Linked DNA regions of Mus musculus: region 2 is linked to region 1. A link is a contact called in public promoter capture Hi-C data. All regions are on one chromosome and are shown on one strand. The core of a region is the stretch at or near the end of the contact, and the rest is flanking DNA. Distances in the headings are between cores, read along the strand shown.

Region 1 (7,353 bases), core at 2,722-5,221:
AGAACCAATCACGACCAGGACTTTACCACAATGGGAACAACCCGCTGCTGTTAATAGAACAGGACACTAGAAGCAGAGATGGTGAGGAGCCTGTCATGGCCACACCCAAGTGGGGCCAGAACTCTGTACGTCTGGCCTCCAGCCAAGTCGGCTCCAGAGGGAAGGCGCCTAATGGTGTCCGGCTCTCCTGGAGGGTGACGGCCCCTCTAGGCTGAGGCAAAGCATCCTACCTGGTGCGTACTCCATAGCAATCATGAGGGCCTTGTCCTCTAGGAAATTCTCATAGTACTCGATGACGTTGGGGTGGTTGAGCAGCTTGAGCACCTGGCACTCGTTCTGGGCCGCCTGCCTCTCTTCTTTGGTCATCTGTTCCACTGGGATCTGCTTGAGGATCACCAGCTTCTGGTCGGCCTTTCGCAGGCACAGGTGCACAATCCTAGGGACACAGAGCACCGAGCAGGCGCCAGCTAAGCCTCCAGCCACACGTTAGATTAGAGCGGCCCAGAGCCACACAGTTCTGAGATGATTAAGCGGGGCATGGTAGAGGGTACAGAGGATCTGAAGTTCAAGGCCCTGTCTCGAGAACAAAACGGTCTGGAGAGATGGCTCTGCATCCAATTCAGCAGGCTCAAAACCACCTGTAACTCCAGCTTCAAAGGATCTCATGACCTTTCCTGGCCTCCAACAGTGGCATTCACTCACATACAAAATTAAAATAATAAATATAAATCTTGGCCTGGAGAGATGGCTCAGTAGCTAAGAGCACTGGCTGCTCTTCCAGAGGACCTGGGTTTGATTCCCCACACCCACATGGCAGATCCAGTTTCAGAGGCTCCAACATTCTCTTCTGACCTCCACAGACACATAAAATAAAAACAAATGTTTTAAAAAGGGAAAACTGGGGCTGGAGAGATGACTCAGTGGTTAAGGGCACCGACTGCTCTTCCAGAGATCCTGAGTTCAATTCCCAACAACCACATGGTGGCTCACAACCATCTGTAATGGGATCTCATGGCCTTTTCTGGGGTCTGAAGACAGTGATAGTGTACTCATAAAATAAATTAAACAAATAAATAATTCAAAAAGGGGGGGGGAATTTTACCCTCCTTGTGACCTATGTAAAACTAGGTCACATTTAAAAAAATGCCTTCTTCATATATAAATCTGTACAATGCATTCATAAACAGTTTGCTTTGTTTTGGGTTTTAGCTTTTAAAAATATTTATTTTATATGCATAAATGTTTGGCCTGCATACACGTTTGTGCCCACGGAAGCCAGAGGAGGGTACTGAATCCCCTGGAACTGCTGTGTGTGTGGATCCTTGGAATAGAACTCTGTCTCCTTCAAGAACAAGTGCTTTAACCACCGAACCATCTTTCCAGCTCCTGGTTTCAAGATTTTGAAATAGAGTGTCACTACACAGCATGGGATAACCTTGAAAACTCAGTGTTCCCAGGTTGGCCTTAAATTCCCTAACCCCAGCTTTCTGAGAGCTGAGAGTCCAGGCTTCTGAAATTCTTTTCTGAGTACAGGCCTGTGCAAAGACCTCAAACTTCAGCGCTATCAATAATTTAGTCGCCTCTGGCAATGTCAAGAATATCTTACTTTAAAAATATCCCCTGGGGGCTGGAGACATGGTTCAGTGGTTAGAGCACTGGCTGCTCTTCTAGGCTCAATTCCCAGCACCAACGTGACGGCTCACAACTGTCTGTAACTCCAGTTCCAGGGCTTCTGACACTCTCAATCTGACATACATTTAAGTAAAGCACCAGTGGGCACAAAAATAAAGCTTTAACAATCTCCCCGAGCCTTCTAAAATGGTCCTTCTCTGCCTTCACCAAATCTAACCCCTACATAGCAGCCACAATGGCACCCAGCTTTGTTTCCTTGTCTGAGCTGGCACTCCAATCCAGGGCCCTCTATTGCTGCACCCCAACCTGAGAATGTCCTTCAAACACAGGGGTCAGGTTAGTTCACTCCCTTGCTTTGTTTGTTTTCAGGGTCACTCTCACAGAGGCCAGGCTGACCTTGAACTTGCTCTGAAGCATACACATTTAGCTAAAGACCTTAAACTCCCTATCCACCAGCTTCTACCTCCACCATTCCTGCTGAGATTCCAGGCATGGACCACCATATCGCATTCAGCTTTCAAATTCTTCCCTGGTTTGTGGCGTAGCTCTGTGATACCGTGAATTCAATAGCTAGCACAAACAAGAACAAAACCCTCTCGCCTTTATACTTTAAATCAACTCAACCTCTTTCTCTGGTTTACAAGATCATAATCTGGTCCCCACCCTCCATGACAACCACATTCCTTACCTTGCTCACCACATTCCAACTACAGGAGTCTTTTTCTCAGTTTCTTGACTGCTATAACATTTTTCCCATGTGAGGGTCTTTGCAAATGCTACTTCATCTACCAGAAGGACTCTACCTGGCCCTCATTTCTTCAGATCTTTTGGTTTGGCTTTGATGTTGCTGATGTTGTTTTGTCAAAACAAGAGTTTCTCAGTGTAGTCCTGGCTGTCCTGGAACTTGCTCTGTAGACCAGGCGGGCCTCAAACTCAGACTTTTGCCTGCCTCTGCCTCACAAGTGCTGGAATTAAAGGTGTGTGCCACCAAGCCAGGCTCAGTTCTTCAAGTCTTGACCTTCCACCTCATCTGGACTCCTTAAGTTCCTGCTGTTGATAACTGCTCAAACTTCATTAACTGTTTTAACAATGTCTTGCTTGTTGGATCACCTTCCTGTGGGCTATATTACCTTCCTTGGTGAACTTCTTAAGTTCCCTTTTGGTTTAGAAATTAAACCCAAGTACGCTAGGCAGGAGCTCTACCACTGATATTCACCCTCAGTCCCTCTTTTCTTTTTCTAAAATTTGAGAAGGGTAGCACTAAGTTGCCTAGACTGGTTTTAAGCTAGTTATGTAGTTCAGGCCTGTCCAGAGTATACCATAAAAACTGCTTTTCTGCCGGGCGTGGTGGCGCACGCCTTTAATCCCAGCACTCGGGAGGCAGAGGCAGGCGGATTTCTGAGTTCGAGGCCACCCTGGTCTACAGAGTGAGTTCCAGGACAGCCAGGGCTATACAGAGAAACCCTGTCTCGAAAAACCAAAAAAAAAAAAAAAAAAAAAAAAAAAAAAAACTGCTTTTCTTTTCTTTTTTAAAGATTTGTTATATCTAAGTACATTGTAGCTATTTTTAGACACACCAGAAGAGGGCGTCAGATCTCATTATACAGATGGTTGTGAGCCACCATGTGGTTGCTGAGATTTGAACTCAGGACCTTTTGGAGAGCAGTCTGTGCTCTTAACCATCTCTTCAGCTCTTGCTTGTCTTTTCTTTTGGAGACAATCTCTATGTAGTCCAGGTTGGCCTCGAATTCACAGCAATGCTCCTACATCTGCTCCCAAGTACTGAAATGACAAGCGTGTACCACCCCACCTGGTGCACGGTCTCTTACTGTTGATAACTGCTCAAACTTCATTAACTGTTTTAACAATATCTTGTTTGTTTGGATCAACTACCTATGGGCTATGTTCGTAAAGGGGAAGTACCTCGCCTGTTTTGGTCATAACTGTAAACTCCGGGCAGTCTGACCTGTGCAGTTTACGCTTATTATCAGTTGAAGCAAAGAATAACCAATCTACAGGGAAAAACTATCTTCCAAGGGCACAGGCTGGTCTGGAGGGCGTGGTTTGGCTGTGGGCGGGGCCTCCCGCCTAAACCTAAGGACCGGATGCCTGGGCGGGGCATCCCATAGTGGTGCTCTGGCTTCGGGGCGGAGCCAACAGGGCCACGATTTCTTGGTCAGAATTAGGGCCCTAATTTCTCCCTTAGCATTTCCTCCCCAGCGCCCTGGCTCACCCGAAGGCACCTCTTCCCACCACTCGGATCCGCTCGTACTTCTCCATCTCATTTCTCAGTTACGCTTCTGGAATCCCGGTGCGGCGCGTGCGCGGACCCTCCCATCTGGGAGCTCCTCCTCCTTGCTGTAAAACTTTTGCAGGGCGGAGCCGGCGAAACGGGGGCGTCTGTCGAGTCCGGCGTCTTTCTCTGACTTTGAACTCAACCTAGAGGCTAAGTCGTGTTTCCCCAACGAGGGATCAGAGAATAGTCGTTCTGGGTTTCTTGACGAGTCCCTCAGTGCTCAGAACCGTACCAGCCACATCGCACACGCGTGACTTGGGCATAGGTAGTTAGACTGGAGCGATAAGGCGCCCACTTATGTTGCCCGGCAAAAAAACAAGATTGTTCTTTCAGAGGTCTAATGCGAGTGGAATGCGAAGATCGATACAGTCCCCACTGTCCGGGACGAGTTGGCACTACCTCAGAAAGATAAAGGGATTCTCATGATTGGCACGTAAAGTATAAACCACCAAAACCGAGCCGGTCTGTGTGGGGAGAGGAGCGGCGTTATTTGGTGTTTGCCGAGGGAGGGACCGGGAAAACCCCAGTTGGACAAACTGATTCACCTGAAGAGTACATGACGTGGTCTCTTGGTTGTAACAACTACTGAGCACAGTGCTCTCGGTTTCTCAGAATCCGCACAAAACGCTGCCGTAGGGGGACTCGGAGCTTTACTCAAAACTTATAGCGTCGCGGTAGGGGGAAACCCAGAGAAGGTTCTATGCTTCTGTCCAGAAATAGTGGGCTGGTTGGTATCGCTGCTAGGGTTTCGACCAGGATGAATGAAATCCTGACTTCTTCATGACGCCTGCAGCTCTAAGGGAGTTATAAAATGTCAGTATTCAGGAGGTGGTCCTTAGCTAACAACGTTCCTATTTCTCAGTGGGCGAGAGAAGGGTTGTTTATTTTTTGTCCCTGCCCCGCCCCAAACTAGCCTACGTGGAGGGAACCTGTGGTCACTGGCTCAGGCCGGAGTTGGCTGGGGAAGCAAAGAGGGAGTGCTGGGGTAAAACGCTCACACAAAACATTACATCGTGCTATCACTTAGTAACCGAATGGGCCTTGAGTGACCCTGGGGACCTCTGGGAGTTAATGTGTAACCCTGGAACCATCAGGGAAGGCAGCAAATACCCAAAAGGCATAGGTGCCTGGGAGTCTGAGCTTGGGCTTTTGCCCCTCAACATCTTGAAACACCGTTCTCCTAGTCCCCACTTTTTGCCCTCGTTGTCCACTTCCACCTCCCAAAGGCACACTCCCTTCATTCAGCACCGCCTCTGGGTTGCTCCTTTTCTCCTGGTCTGCCGATCCCGCTCCGCAGAGCAACTGCCTTACTCTCTGGAGTGGAGGCGGGCTTGGATCCCGCATCACAGTGAGGACAGACTGACACCTAGTGGCCAGAAGCCGCATCTACTCCAGGCCGCTGCCCTGGAGAGAGGGTCACCCCAGCTGTCTGGGCAAATCGGCAGCCTTCCCCGCCCCAGCCTCCAAGGAGCCAGAAGAGGGTTGGGACTGTCTGAGGGAGGACTGTGACAACCGCTGTGTTCCAGGAGCCCAAGAACGATGGGGAGAAGTGTGGTGATGGTGGGTGACTCAACAGTTCCTAAGCACCACTCGTGCGGGGCGCGGGAGAAGCAGGTAAACACGTCGATCCCGGTCCAAGAGAGGAATCGAGTCTGGGCGGAGCCGTGGTCTGAGGCGGCGCTCCTGAGCCCCCGGGTTTAGCGTTCAGCAGCCCGGTCTGTGCGACGGTCCCGCCCAGCTCTGCCCTGAAAGAGTTGAGAGAGGAGCGTTCTCGCAGAACCTGCCCAGGGTGTAGGAGCTGGTGGCGGCAGAGAAAGTCGGGAAGTGGGCTAGTGGGGCCGTACGCACGAGGGCGGCCGAGGACGCCTTCGGATGTCGGGAGGCGCCAGACAGGGTGCCTCGGCAACGATGGCGAGGACAGCCCCTTCGCGCTCGAAGTCGGCCGATTCCGGGCGGGGCCCTGGGGGACACCGGCCTCGCGCCCTCCTCGCGGCAGAGGCGCCCGAGGGGCGGGGGCAGGCGGCGGGGCGGGGCGGGGGCGAGGGCGGCAGGGGCGGGCAGAGGCCTCACTGGGAACGCGGGGAGGAGCGAAGGGGCCTTGAGGGCTCCGCGAAACTGTGGGGCTGGCGGCCCGCGGCAGAAACGATCGTGGCGCGCTGGCCAGAGAAGGAACGGTGTTCCCAGAACTGTCGGAGGAGACGGCTTAAGGGGCGGACAGACAGACGGCAGGAAGGGTCAGCATGCCCCTACTGTTCCACCCCGCCTGGCCGCTGCTCCTGGGCGCCACGCTGACCTTCCGGGCACTCCGGCGCGTGCTCTGTCGCCTGCCCCAGCCTGCACACGTGCAAACCGACCCCCTGCGCACCTGGCGTTGGCACAACCTACTCGTCTCTTTCACCCACTCCATTGTATCAGGGATCTGGGCACTGCTGTGGTGAGTGAACAACCCGGGGTAAATGAGATGGCCGTGGGATCTTTCGCGGGGTGCTCGGACTGGGCTCCCTCTTGCTATTCCCATCACGGGTGAACAGACGCCAAGGATCTCACCTGATTCCGTTTGGAAAACTACCCAACCAAGAACGGCTGTGGGAAACCCAAGGTACCTGGGCTTTGGCCAAGTCCCTCCTTACTCTTCAACCAGCCAATAGTAGGCGCACAGAGCACCCTGGGACTGGCAAGACTGTTGGGGGAGGCGAGGGTCCTCCGGGAGGCTACAACCGCGAGAACATCCCTTTTCTCTATTCCAGCTTATGGCAAACCCCTGAAATGCTGGTGGAGATTGAAACAGCGTGGTCAGCTTCTGGCTATTTGCTTGTTTGCTTCTCTGCAGGTAGGTTATGCCCAAGAAGGTTAAGATTAGATTGGAAGATAATTTCAAAGTGTTCAGTCTTTTCCTCTTTCCCTACCTCTCCACTAGGATACTTTATCCACGACACAGTGGACATTGTGGTTAGCAAGCAAACTCGAGCTTCTTGGGAATACCTTGTTCATCATGTCATGGTAAGGGAGAACCCGGTGAAATGACACAGGCAAAATCTTCACAACCCCTGGAGCCAGGGAGGGAGGCCATCTTAACCCAGCAGCGTCTGACTTCTAAGTTGCCTAAGACTCTCTCAATGTTTAAACACCTTCTGGGGACAGCAGAGTGCCTAGGCCTATCTACTATCTAGGTAAACAGACCAGGATGTCATACAGAGTTAGACCCTCGTGGACAAAGTCTAACGCTAGTGAATAAAGAAACCTTAGCAGTAAAGTTGGTGTTCCTCAGCTTCCGACTGATATGACCTGTTTTCATGGGCCCTTGTTCTGTCACTTGTCCCCTAGGCTATGGGCGCCTTCTTCTCTGGTATCTTTTGGAAAAGATTTGTTGGTGGTGGCGTCTTAACACTACTGGTAGAGGTCAGCAACATCTTCCTCACCTTAAG
Region 2 (7,353 bases), core at 3,152-5,651, 2.0 Mb after region 1:
TAAGCAAATATAATAAAGCTATAATAGTAAAAGGTGCCCCAAAGACCCAGCTTCATTTTTTTTTTTACATCCCTTTTGGAACTACCAGACTGAACTGTATGTACAAGGAACCTTGTAGGAATGCACAAGGCAGAAAACAAGAAGCAGGGACCAACCACTGCCTCACCTCTTCCAGATAAAAGGACGTTGGGTATGTTTTGTTAGTTAATTTCCAGCACTCAGTCTGCTGCCAGTCCAGCACAGTCGGTCTCCGGTCAAGGTGAGCCCATGCAATTCTTCGAGTACCAAAAACAATAGATACGATACTCTTAACTGCCTAAAGAAGAAGAACTGATTTGATGACAAGTGTAGAAATCTCACAGCTATAAACCTACAAACTCAAAATGCTTAACAACTTTAGGTGATCAATAGAACACCTAAAAAAACGAATAGATGTCTTAAGGGTCACTCTTTTTTTTCTTAATTATTTATTTTATAATCCACATGGCGAAAGGAGTCAGTTGACGCCACCCAAGTTGTCCACTGACTTCTACAGTGAAAGGGACACACAAATAAAGATGCAATTAAATTAAAAGAAAATTAGCCGGGCGGGCGTGGTGGCGCATGCCTTTAATCCCAGCACTTGGGAAGCAGAGGCAGGCGGATTTCTGAGTTCAAGGCCAGCCTGGTCTACAAAGTGAGTTCCAAGACAGCCGGGGCTACACAGAGAAACCCTGTCTCGAAAAAAAAAAAAAAAAAAGAAAGAAAAAAAAAATTAAAAGAAAATTGATTGGCAATGGTGGCACCGCCTTTTAATCCCAGCACTTGGGAGACAAAGGCGGGTGAATCTCTGTGAGTTTGAGGCCAGCCTGGTTGGTTTACAGAGTGAGTTTCAAGACAGCCAAAGTTTACACAGAAATCCTGTTTTGAAAAATAACAACAACAACAACCTCACAAGATACCAAAAGAGGAAGAATACCGCCTCAAGTCTGCCTTGGCACACACGTGAGCAGCACACATTCGAACATACACCCAAACAAAGAGGGCGTGAAGATGGGTTAGTGGGAAAAGCTGCTTTCTACCAAGTCAAAGACCGAAGTTTATTCCCTGGGATCCAAGTGGTGGAAGGAAAAAACAAATTCAGATTATCCTCTGACGTCCCACACTCATATCAGAGACATACAGAGAAGTAAAAGGAACATAATGAAAAGGGTAGAGGACCATCTGAAACAAGGACCTTCTGATTCACTGTGCATGAACACTACTACTAAACCGTTTGCACACAGCCATTCATGGTCAACTGATTGTTTTTAATTCTTAGAACTGTTTTTGATGTGTGGTGTTTTTAATTCTTAGAACTGTTTTTGATGTGTGGATGTGTGTGTGGTATATGTGCATGTGCTGTACAGGTGTCTGGGTGAGTGTATGCATAGGGAGCCAGCAAACAAGACTGAGACCATCCAGGTTAAGAGTTAAGCCAAGTTGAGCCAGCCTGGACAACAGAATAAGACCCTGCCTCAAAAAATAAAAAATAAAAATAGGGGCCAGTTAGAAAGCTCAGCAGGAACCAAGTGGTGGTGGCCCAGTCCATCGATGCCAGCACTCGGAAGCCAAAGGCACGGTGACAATAAGGACTAAAGTGATTATAATAAAAACGAAGCCTTGTGTAGAGATACTTAGTCATTCCCGTTTCCTATACAGAAACTCTTCTTCCCGCTAGCCTAATCCCTCTCTTCCAAGTTGAGCAAACTTTCCCCAAGTCCTTCCTTACAAGGATTCCCTCTGGTCACCTGGCAATTATCAGTACCTTTTATTTTGTGCAACAATCACCCAGTAATATGAGTATATCTAGACTTCTAAAGGATCTTATTTTGGGTCGGTGAGATGAATCAGAGGGTTAGAGCACTTGCAACCAAGCCCACCAAAAACCCACACAGCACAAAGAAAGAACTGACTCTTGAAAGTTTTCTTGATTAGGAGAGAGAGAGAGACAGAAAAGAGAGCACGTGCGCGAGCGCGCACACACACACACACTTAGAAATAAAACAAAAACCTCGTCTCTCACCCACCACTGGGAACGGTGCTTTGCTTTCCAGAGTAAGTTCCCAAAGGGTGGTGGTCAGGGGAGACTGTACCTTAAGTCTCTCTTGCTCTACACCTGGCTTGATGAACTTTCTCAGCAGCCACTTCTCCTGTGACTTTTTCCTCCGTCTGTTCTCCGGACAGAGAATGGAGTTACAAACTTCAACAGCAGTTTTATATTGGATCAAGGGCACGTCTATCAAATTCTCCAACCTCTGAAACGGCCCAAACTTCTTTCTGTGTTCTACAATATTGACGGACTTCCTTCCTCGAAGCAACCTGAAAGCTTCCAGTTCTTTATCAGAAGCTGTATTCAGCACTTGTAAGATAGAAGCCTGCTGCTCCAGGGAGAAGAGCCTGTCCAATGGATTCCCGGGCTCCTTTCCATCTGTATCACAAGCAGCAACACTGGCAACACGTTTCTCAGGTGCAGTGGATTTCCTCACAGAGCAGGTGTTATTTAGGACTGGAGGCAGGGATGAGTACTCTGGGACTGGAAACCATCTCCTCCCTAAAAGGGAAACTTGACTTATAATGTTCTCCTTGACAGTTAATACCCAAGCTTGTGCAGTTATACAGACTTGCACACAGACCATATTATCACAGAGAATTGTCTTTAAGAGGAGTGTAGAGCTGGTTGTAGTTGTGCACACCTTTAATCCCAGCACTGGGGAGGCAGAAGCAGGAGGATCTCTGAGTTCAAGGGCAGCCTGGTCTACAGAGGAAGTTCGGGACAACCAGGACTGCACAGTGAAACTCTGTATTGAAAAACAAACAAAACATAAAGAGTAGTTTTACAATAATTACAGTTATCTATCTTTGAGGGTTTGTTTGGTTTTTGGTTGGTTGGTTGGTTGGTTTTGATCATTGGTAGGGTTGGGTTTGTTTGTGGGGTTTTTGTTGTTGTTTTCTTTTTTGAGACAGGATGTCACTGGATAGTCTTCATACTCAAATTCAGTATGAAGACCAGGATGGCCTTGACTTCATAGTAATTCAGCTGCACCAGGATAGCCAGTACTACACAGAGGCGCTGTCTCAAGGAAGAAGCTGTAGTTGCCTGGCACTGTAACTCCGTATGTACAACCTCAGCACCTGAGGGGCAGTCCATACAAGATTCAGATTCCAAGAGTTTTATGACAGTCTGGACTACCTGAGACCTCATCTCCAAAAATTTAATTAATTAAAATAAAGAAATTGTAGTCTTCTCGGGATAAGTAGAGTCCACCTTTAATACCAGCATTTGAGCCAGGCAGTGGTGGCACGTGCCTTTAATCCCAGCACTTGGGAGGCAAAGACAGGTCGATTTCTTAGTTCAAGGCCAGTCTGGTCTACAAAGTGAGTTCCAGGACAGCCAGGGCTACTCAGAGAAACCCTGATTCAAAAAAACCAAACAAACAAACAAAACCAGCATTTGGGAGGCAAAACCAGGCAGACCTCTGAGAGTTCATGGCCAGACTGGTCTAGTACAGTGTTCCAGGCAATGAGACTGTTTGCTAAAGTAAAAACAATCAAAAAAGTTAAGGGCCAGTTAGATAGGACCTAGTTTCTGGCAAGGCCTTGGTTTCTATACCTAGAACCACTTAATTTTAATTAAAATTATTTCAAATGTCTGCTACTTATGGCATTTATAATATTATGAGGATTTTTTGTATCGCCTCTTATGATTGATCTCCAGTTCCATTTTTTACTAGTTTATCATCTGATGGAACTAAAGGAAATTAAACTTTATACGTTTATAATAAATGTTTTAGCTGGTCAGGAGTGGTGTTCCTCACTTGCAATCCTAGCATTTAGGAGATGGAAGCAGGAAGATCAGGATTTAGCTACATAGTGAGTTGCAGGCCAGCTTGGGCAACATGGAGCTCTGACTGGGGCAAGCGGGGGCTGGTGATATTAACTAAGTGGTGGGGACGGTTTATTTTGTTCTGCATGGTTCTCAATATTGCTAACAAGGCTGTATTTTTGCAAGCAGTCTACATTGTGCAATGGATAACTTTATAAGACAGTGTAAAGTCATCCTCCCAGCGCGGCCACAGGAAGACGACACAGCCAGAGGCTAAGCGAGCTACTCCGGCCCGGGAAGGGGCGCACGCGCGTGGACCCCGGGCCATTAAAGCGGACGGGCTCCGGGGCTGGGGGACATGAACGCCCCTCAGCTCCGCTACAGCTCCACGCTGGACAACCGGACACAGGGCAGAAGAGAACCACTCCCGGTTACAGGCTAGTGACTGGAAAGCAATCCACCTCGTGCTCAGGAACCCTACCTCCGGCCTTGATGAGGCAAGCAAGGTTTGTCCTCCAAGCCATCGCCAGGCTCTTTCCCACGCCTGTGTTCCTCCTCAACTTCCGGTTTCGTGTGCTCCAACAAAAAGTGCTCGGCCGGGGCTGGGCAGAAGGGTTCCGGCGAAAGCGACAGTCTCAGGGAAATGCCAACGGAGTTCCTAGTAATTGATGGCTGATGGTCTCTGGAGAAAGTGTGGCCGTTCGGGATCGCCGAGATGCATAGGAGTAGACTAGGTTTAATCCTGTTTTGGGGCGAGTCTCCTCTGGGTTCCCAGACACACAGCAGACAGTGGGGAGCCTATATGCACACATGTAACCCTGTCCGGAGTTGAGAGGAGGAGTATCTGGGAGAGATGCACGGGATAAGGCCAATGTATGAGGTCGCTTTGACGCTGGGCACTTTTGACTGTTTGAAAAGGATGGGGGGAGGTGAGTCTGGAGCCACATTTGATCCTTGGAATGCGAAGTGGAACAGTTGAAAAAGTCGGGCAGGTTGCTTGTTTTTTAGTTGCAAAGTCAGATTAGAGGGGCTTTCTAGAAAAAAAGAAAATTGGTCATTTGCAGCCAATGTGAGGCTGGACTGTAGAAGAACCTGAGGACAAGAAAGAGGAATCGGAAAGTTATTGTGATATGTTTTATAAAACAATTGTTGTGTTTTATGGAGCGCGGTATGGTGTGGTGAGGTGCCCATCCTGAGGCATCCCCTCCTCTCCGAGGTACCCAGCTCCAGTATGGCATAGAGTTTATTGGGGGGGGGGGGAGTTAAGAAGGGAGTAGAGGCAGGGAAAGGGGGGAGAGAGAGAGAGAGAGAGAGAGAGAGAGAGAGAACACGAACGAACTGGTGGCCCAGTACACGTTGAAGAGGACGGGGAGGGAGAAGAGGAGAGAGGGGAAAAGGGGTCAGAGAGAAAAGAGTCAGAGAGGGCAAGCAGTTCCTTTTAGAGCAAAGCCAGGCCTACCTGGCTGTTGCCAGGTAACTTGGGCGGGGCGTAGGAGGAATGACAACAGATTTTCTTGCCAAGGCAGAGTGAACTGTGGGGAATGAAACCTGGGCTAAGGAAGAAGAGTGGAAAAGGGTCTAGTAATGGGTTTGTGGTTATATTAGACGTCGTAGCTAACCTATAATGCCCACACTTAGGAGCATGAGGAGAATTGTGAGTTTGAGTCCAGTCTAGGCTATGTAATGAGTTTGAGGCCACCCTAGACTACAAAAATGACTCTGTCTCAAAAGGCATCAACAACAAAAGCTATTCACAGGCTCAGCCGTTCAGAGTACTTGTTGCTCTTGTGGAGGATCCGGCTTTGGTTCACAACATCCACATGGTGGCTGACAACCATCTATAATTCTGGTTCCGGGGATGTCCAATAACCTCTTCTGACCTCCACAGGCACCAGGCACAGACTTGGCACACAGACATACATGTAGGCAAAACACTCATATACACAAATTAATAAGTCTAAAATAAAAGTTATTCTTAAGAGAGCCTGGGGGCTGGAGAGATGGCTCAGCGGTTAAGAGCACTGACTGCTCTTCTGGAGGTTCTGAGTTCAAATCCCAGCAACCACATGGTGGCTCACAACCATCTGTAATGGCATCTGATGCCCTCTTCTGGTGTGTCTCTGAAGACAGCGACAGTGTACTTACATATAATAAATAAATAAATAAATATTTGAGAGAGAGAGAGAGAGAGAGAGAGAAAGAGTGCCTGGTGTGGTAACACATTCCTGTACTCAAGCATGAATTCCAGGTCAGCCTGGGCTGTCATAGTAAGACCTAGTCTTAAAAAAAAAAAAAAAGGGTTAGTTAGGGAAACTCATGGAAATTCTATGAATCTTAATGATGTCTCCAGAATGTAAGGATCTAACAAAAATAAAGACAATTTTAAAATCTTCCAAATTTTTTTTTCTTTTTAGGTTTTTTGAGACAGGGTTTCTCTGTGTGTAGCCCTGGCTGTCCTGGAACTCACTCTGTAGACCAGGCTGGCCTCGAACTCAGAAATTCACCTGCCTCTGCCTCCCAAGTGTTGGGATTAAAGGCGTGCGCCACCACACCCTGCTCAAAATTTTTTAAAACACAAAATTTTATACAGAATTCTTTCATTGAGTACCACAGAGATGCTGAAATGGACCATGGGAAATTTATTCCCTCACACTTCAGGAGTGCAGACACCTGTGACCAGAGTGTCAGGAGGGTTGGTTCCTTCTGAGGACTGCAGGAAATGCATGCTTCTCTCTGACCTTCAGATGACTACCTCCTCCACATATGTGTCACTCTGCTGTCACTAGGCATTCACACGGACATCTCATGAGAACAGCAGCCATGTTGGAGTGGCCACAGATCCAGTCCTGTGTAATCTCATTTTGGGAGAAGGAAGTGTTTTTGAGATAGGCTCTTATGATGTTGCCCAGGATACCCTTGAACTTCTGGGCTCAAGGTCTCCTCTCCTCTCAGCCACCTAAGACAGTGGAGCTATGTCCCAGGTCACTTGTCAGTCTTATTCTTTTGACTGTGTAGTGCTGGGACTTGAATCCAGAGCCTCATGTGTGTTAGGCAAGAGCTACCCATTCCTCAGCCTCCGTGTCATTTCAACTAATGACATTGCCAGTGACCTTCTTTTCAAATAAGGCTGCCTACTGAGGTACTGGGAGTTCCGATTCAATATATCTGTTTTGAAGGATGTAATTGAACCGTTACCTCTCAGAAAATAGTAAGTTCTGGAGTGAAAAGGCAGTCATTTCTTTCTGAATTGGAAGCTTTAAAAAGAAAGAAAGAAAAAAGATTTGGGGGCTGGAGAGATGGCTTGGAGGTTGGAAGCACTGACTGCTCTTCCAGAGGTCCTGAATTCAAGTCTCAGCAACCACATGGTGGCTCACAACCATCTGTAATGGGATCTGATGCCCTCTTCTGGTGTGTCTGAAGACAGAGATGGTGTACTCATATACATAAAATAAATAACTCTTTTAAAAAATATTTATTTTTTAAATTCTTTTAAAATTATGAATGTGTAT

Evidence for each region. Promoter capture Hi-C pulls out the DNA fragments that hold promoters and counts their contacts.
Region 2: a promoter capture Hi-C map of embryonic stem cells shows a contact between it and region 1, with 2.4 times the contacts expected there. The contact joins the promoter of Tefm here to the promoter of Nek8 in region 1. A contact is called at or near these places in 2 of 39 promoter capture datasets (embryonic stem cells and neutrophils).

The regions. Positions count from the first base shown.
Region 1 is chr11:78,172,695-78,180,047 of GRCm38.p6, forward strand. It overlaps Nek8 (NIMA (never in mitosis gene a)-related expressed kinase 8), which reads right to left and starts at 3,972. Exons shown (of 15, transcript NM_080849.3): 1 at 3,866-3,972; 2 at 231-436. The coding sequence starts at 3,912. Tlcd1 (TLC domain containing 1) reads left to right here and starts at 5,964. Exons shown (of 4, transcript NM_026708.2): 1 at 5,964-6,362; 2 at 6,676-6,758; 3 at 6,846-6,928; 4 at 7,253-7,353. The coding sequence starts at 6,169. Mir7653 (microRNA 7653) reads left to right here and starts at 6,133; the gene lies at 6,133-6,193.
Region 2 is chr11:80,137,752-80,145,104 of GRCm38.p6, forward strand. Tefm (transcription elongation factor, mitochondrial) reads right to left here and starts at 4,402. Exons shown (of 4, transcript NM_183275.2): 1 at 4,326-4,402; 2 at 2,115-2,572; 3 at 167-316. The coding sequence starts at 4,368.